Linked DNA regions of Sus scrofa: region 2 is linked to region 1. A link is a contact called in public HiChIP or PLAC-seq data. All regions are on one chromosome and are shown on one strand. Each heading gives the region's core, a stretch centred on a gene start, on an enhancer-like site or on the middle of the called end of the contact. The rest is flanking DNA. Distances are from core to core; before and after follow the strand shown.

Region 1 (2,700 bases), core at 109-2,608:
GGCCTTGCTCAGTGGGTTAAGGATCCAGTGTTGCCGTGAGCTGTGGTGTAGGTCGCAGCCTCGGCTTGGATCCCGCGGTGCTGTGGCTCTGGCATAGGCTGGTGGCTTCGACCCCTAGCCTGGGAACCTCCATATGCCGTGGGTGCGGACCTAGAAAAGCCAAAAAGACAAAAAAAAAAAAAAAAAAAAAAAAACCAAAAAACCTCAACACCATTAAATGGCTATAAGACAGATGGTTCTAGCAAGGGGGCCTGTCCAGGAAGCCCCCACCCCAAGCGCACTGGGCCCTTAAAAGAGGGAGTGGGTGGAACCTACCTCCCAGTTCCTGCCAATTCCCACCCCTCCAGAAAGGCAGAGCTCAGGAGAGCGGTTTGGATGGAGGATGACAGACACCAGCTCCATCTGGAAAACCCAGACAACCCCGGTCCCACCCCCATCTAGGAGCTGGCAATCCGGGACTGAATGTGGAGAACTTGGCAACCAGCAGAGGGCCAGGTGGGGGGGGGGGGAGTCACTGCGGGTGGGGACGAGCACCAGCCTCAGGAGCCTGGAATAGCAGCCAGTGTGGGCTCCAGCCCTGCCTCACCCGGCTCAGGACCACTCAGCTCACCCTGGGTGCTGCCCAGGCCACTGGGCCTAAGCCACTGAGATGGGCACACAGGCCTCCTCTCCATCTTCAGGCCCAGGGGTCAGACAAGGAGATCTCTGGGGCCAGCTCTGCAGGAGGACTTAAATATAGAACAGGGAGACACAGTTGCCAGGCAGAAGCAGGAGGTGCTGTGAATAGAACAGTGCTCTTTGCAGTGACAAAGCCAAAGGCAAGCCTGCTATGCATGTGCCAGGGGCTTCTGGGCAGATTCTCTGCCCCTCACGGTGACCTCTGAGCTGCGTGACTTTGTTCCCACTTCACACATGGGGCAGCTGAAGTTTAGATGCAGTTGTTTCCCCAACATCCTCTGCAGAGGAGTCTGTGCAGGTAGTTTAGAGCCGAGGTTCTTGCCACCATGGCGACTGCGGGTCTTGGGGGGTCTCCACCCTGCAAGCTCAGATCCACAAACTCGAGTGTTTCTCGGAAATGTTGGGTGCGCTGGTGCTTCGCCCACATCTGCCCACCAGCCTGCAATGCCCTTGCAGAGAGCAGGTGTTTCAGGCAACAGAACAGAAGACGGCAGAGGCAGGGCCTGGTGGGGTTGGCGCCCACAGAGGCAGCGGCGCAGGCATCTCCCTCCAGAGCTTTCCTTCGCAGCCTCTGTGGGAGGCTCTGGAATGCCGCTCCGGGAGCCTGTCTGGCACAGAGACAGAGGCCAGGCATGCATGGCTACCAGCTGCCCTGGGCTTCCTGCCCCGCCCAAGGAGTGCCAACTTTTGTGAGCCCCGAGTGGCTGGTCCTAGTTCAAGGGCTCTGAGCTGGCTCAGCCCCAAACTAGGGCCTCTTTCTGGGCCTCAGTGAAGCATGCCCATGAGTCAGCACTGAGCCACAGACACGGCAGGGTGTGGGATGGGGAGCCAGGGGTGAGGTGGTGGGGTCCAGGCCAATGCCTGAAGAACCCACATCACTGCGGCCTCCAGGGGCCGTAAGATCTTTACCCCTGCAGATCTTTCCACGACAGCTCTGTCAAAGCCACTCCACAGGTGACGGGAGACAGAGTGAGTCCACGAGGCTTGCAGGGTTCACACACCTGCAGGACTCTGGCCTGACCTGCCACATTCTCTCACCCAGGCACGGCTGCCGAGAGCCATGCCACATACCTGTAACCCCGAGTACCAGCCTGAAGCAAGGCTAAAGAGCTAGGCCTTCACTGCCCATGTCTTGACTGTGTAGAAATACTTGATTAAAATGAAGTCACACAGTGCATCTTTTATTAGACATTATTTTAATACCATATCAAAACACCTTGACTAATGAAGTAAGCTTTTCCCCCCGGCTTTGAACATGTTTTTAAACATTTTATAAGGGTTTTTTTTTTTTTTTTGTATTTTAATATACAAATACAGAAACCTATCTTGCAGGGGCTGATGCCATGTGTGAACACCAATGGCTAAAATGTTCTCAAACAGAACGCCTGAACACGGGGTGGCTGTACAGATCCGTTAAATAAGTCTTTTGTGTGTCTAAGTTTTTTTTGGGGAAAAAAAAAACTCCACAAGGGTCTAAGAAAAATGTTCAGGCATTTTTGCAGGACACTTGTGATTGTTAAATCCTTGCAACGGACCAGAACCAGGAGGAAGCGGGAAGGAAGAGAAACGGAGAGGAGGAGGAGGAGAGGTCCCTTGGGGGGCTGGTTTTTGGCAATGAAGTCAAGATACCAGGGTCCCGAGGGGAGAAAGTGCGAGACCAGGGCAGAAAAAATGGGGAAGAAACCAACCAAACAAGAAACCAAGGCCGAGCGGTTGGCGAGGGCGAGGCCGCCGGGCGCCGTGAGCAAGGCCGCGCCTGGCGAGAACCCACTCTGTCGTCTCTGCCCCCAAGCGAGCGGGTTCTGAGCGGGTTCTGGCGGGGCCGCAGACAGCGATCTGTAAACATCACGAGGGAAAACACCAGTCGACACTAGACTTTTTGTTTCTGTTTTTTGTTTTTTTGTTTTTATAGTTTTTTTTGTAAACACTTTAGAGACAGACCCACAACGCCTTTCGAAAGTGAAAAAGAAAATGCCCTTTCCCTCCTGGGATGAGGATGAGGGAAGGAGAGCGGGTGGTTCT
Region 2 (2,796 bases), core at 20-2,519, 66 kb after region 1:
GGTGTAGGTCAGAGATGTGGCTTGGATCCCTCGTTTCTGTGGCTGTGGTGTAGGCCGGCAGCTACAGCTCCGATTCATCTCCTAGCCTGGGAACTTCCATGTGCTGCTGGTGCAGCCCTAAAAAGACAAAAACAAAAAGAAAAGAAGAAGTAGCGATTAGGACACACACACACACAGAAGACTGTGTAAAAAACAAAACACAAAAAAAGGAAAAACTCTCTGAGGTCCAGATAAACACAAACATTAAATTCTAAGGGGCTCGTGGTGTTTTACGAAGTCCCACAACACTGTTCTCTACTACCTGCACACACATGCCTTTTGGGGGACCCTAAGCTCACTCCCACATGACTGCTACTCCAGCAGGAAGGTGAAAACCAGCAAAGCGATTGATTTAATTCCCAAGACACTTATTTTTGAGTCAGAATAAAAACCAACTTTAGGCAGTGTCCCTGCCTCATCTGAAAGGTGTCAGAGCTACACTCTCCACCTGGGAGTACTCAGTGAGCTCATTAAAGACAAGACTCAGCGGAGTCGAAAGAGCAACGCGGGCCTACAGGCACAGGGACGATGTCAAAGTCAAGTTAGGATCACACTAGGGATCCCCTGGATGAAACCAGGGATGGATAATGCCACAGAATCTTTATTGCTACGTTCAAAAAGAAATCTTGGGTCCAGTAAACTGCACTGGCCCCCCTACGCTTATTAGCAGTTATCTTCCCCACTCAGCCTAGGACAATGACCCAAGCTTTGACTTCCCAGCCTTTTCCTAAGGGGGAAAAAAGCCACACACACACACACAGTCAAGAGTACCTAACAAAAAAACGAATGCAAAGGGCAGGGAGAGTTCATGTGTTTAATTTTAGGTCAGTTACCAGGTTTTTCTTGAGCCCTGGCCAAGGTTATTCTGGTACTGGCATGGGGGATGTATTCTGCATGGGTGTGGATTAGATTAAAAGCAAACAAACAAACAAAACTCTCACAAGAACAAGTCCCTAACCGGATACATGAGGCCATGACACAAGCACCACCCATCCATCCATCCAGGACACCTGCCAGGAGGTTCTGCTAAAGGTTTCCCACAGTTCAGAAAGGGACAGGGAGGCGGCTAAAAGAATCACTATTTCAAATCTTCTGCCCCTGCCTCCTTCAGGTGGAAGCATTAAACAATGCTTGAGAAAAGAATTCCCACTTTCAAGAAGCCCATGGGTGATAAAGACCCAGCTTAAGATCCCCTTGAAGAATAAAATACTAGGTAACAGATGAGGTGCTTAAAATATTATGTTACTCTATTTATAAGTATGTCACTCTTGGTTCATCTATTACATATGCAGCCCTTTTTCTCCCAAGGGAAAACAGAATGCCCATCAAACAGTTTAATTAAAAATATACCCTGGATCCTTGTAAAAACAGCGGCCACAAAGTGAGTCAACACGACAAGGGGGCCTGGAAGCCAAGTACTCTCTCTGTTCTTTACCCAGCAAGGTTGACAGCTAAACCACCACGAGCGATTCCTAAGGATTAAATTAGGAAAGTCAAGATCTGGGTTTTAAAATATCCAGCAAAGGCAGCTCCGGGCATACAGGCAGATTCTTCGGAGAACGGCACTCTATTCAACCCCGCGATCTCCCCATCTCTCAGGTGCTCCCCTTCTATAGTCATGTGTGTACTTTAACTACACACCGTCACTCGGGCCAGAGCGCAAGCTCCATGAAGGCAAGAGTCATGTTTGGTCCATTTCTGCACATTTGACGTATGGCATAGACTCAAATGCTCAATAAGTATCAGCTGGGTCCAAGGAAGTCCGGCCCCAAGAGACCTAGTGAAAAAGAACTGCAGTGGAAGGCAGCCTGTTCAAAAGAAACACACATTTAAAATGTTAAAAGATGAACAGCCACCCTGTGCAAGAGAGAAAATGTTCCTCTAAGTCAACCTGGGGAAGAAGGAAGTCCCGGAGCTTCCTCATGCAAGCTTCCGAAAAGATAAAAGCATGCCTGGTTTGAGTGATAATGTGTGAGAGGCTTAGACAAGAACAGGTGAAAAAAACATCTGATAAAAGCAATCAAGCATGAAGCTGCTGAGAACTCAATGAAGAGGGAACCAGGCTTGGCCAGGCTGCTTCAAACTCATGGCCACAAAGACGGCTTGAAAATAAGGAAGACTCACAAAGAACAGAGAGGACAAAGGCAGCGTCCTGAGCGGATGCTTTATGGGAGATGCTCTCTTCAATTAAGTATTCACGGAGTGCCAAGCGCTGGTGAGCCGTGGAGGTAAAGGGACATGCCTCCGTCATCACGGCTCTGGGGTTGGCCTCGGTGTGTGTTCTCATTAGCTGTTTCACCCTCTCTACTCCTAACCTGGAGAAAGGCCGGTACATCAAGTGTCTCTCGGGAACCATTTATTTTCACCTCTCAAAGAGCAGTGAGTCAGTGTCAGTTTCTTTCTGAAAAGTTCCTCTCTGAAGACTCCTGAATGAAAACTATCAGGATTCAAAAACATAACCAGGAGTTCCCATCATGGCTCAGTGGAAACAAACCTGACTAGCATCCATGAGGACTCGGGTTCAATCTCTGGCCCTGCTCAGTGAGTTAAGGATCCGGCGTTGCCATCTGCTGTGGTGTAGGTCGCAGACATGGCTGGGATCCTGAATTGCTGTGGCTGTGGTGTAGCCTGGCAGCTACAGCTCGGATTTGATCCCTAGACTGGGAGCCTCCATTTACCATGGGTGTGGCCCTAAAAAGACCAAAAAAAAAAAAAAAAAAAAAAAAAAAAAAAAAAAAATCCATTGTGTAGAAACTG

What was found. HiChIP or PLAC-seq counts read pairs in DNA pulled down with a chosen protein or histone mark.
Region 2: a contact with region 1 is called in an H3K27ac HiChIP or PLAC-seq map of skeletal muscle. The contact joins two enhancer-like sites. A contact is called at or near these places in 3 of 47 Hi-C or Micro-C datasets (embryonic fibroblasts, liver and skeletal muscle) and 2 of 2 datasets of contacts at active chromatin or transcription factors (alveolar macrophages and skeletal muscle).

What each region holds. Positions count from the first base shown.
Region 1 is chr6:12,553,798-12,556,497 of Sscrofa11.1, forward strand. It overlaps ZNRF1 (a long non-coding RNA gene), which reads right to left. Exons shown (of 5, transcript XR_002344499.1): 5 at 1,858-2,514. Among named protein-coding and RNA genes, the nearest start is that of ZFP1, 5.7 kb to the left of the region's middle. Within about 2 kb of position 1,359, at least 31 of the 83 cell types and tissues checked have an H3K27ac peak or open chromatin away from gene starts, as enhancers often do. A contact at or near this core is called in skeletal muscle, where this site is marked.
Region 2 is chr6:12,619,537-12,622,332 of Sscrofa11.1, forward strand. The region is part of intron 1 of ZNRF1 (a long non-coding RNA gene); the gene reads right to left. It also overlaps the pseudogene LOC100736686. Among named protein-coding and RNA genes, the nearest start is that of ZNRF1, 48 kb to the right of the region's middle. Within about 2 kb of position 1,270, at least 6 of the 83 cell types and tissues checked have an H3K27ac peak or open chromatin away from gene starts, as enhancers often do. A contact at or near this core is called in skeletal muscle, where this site is marked.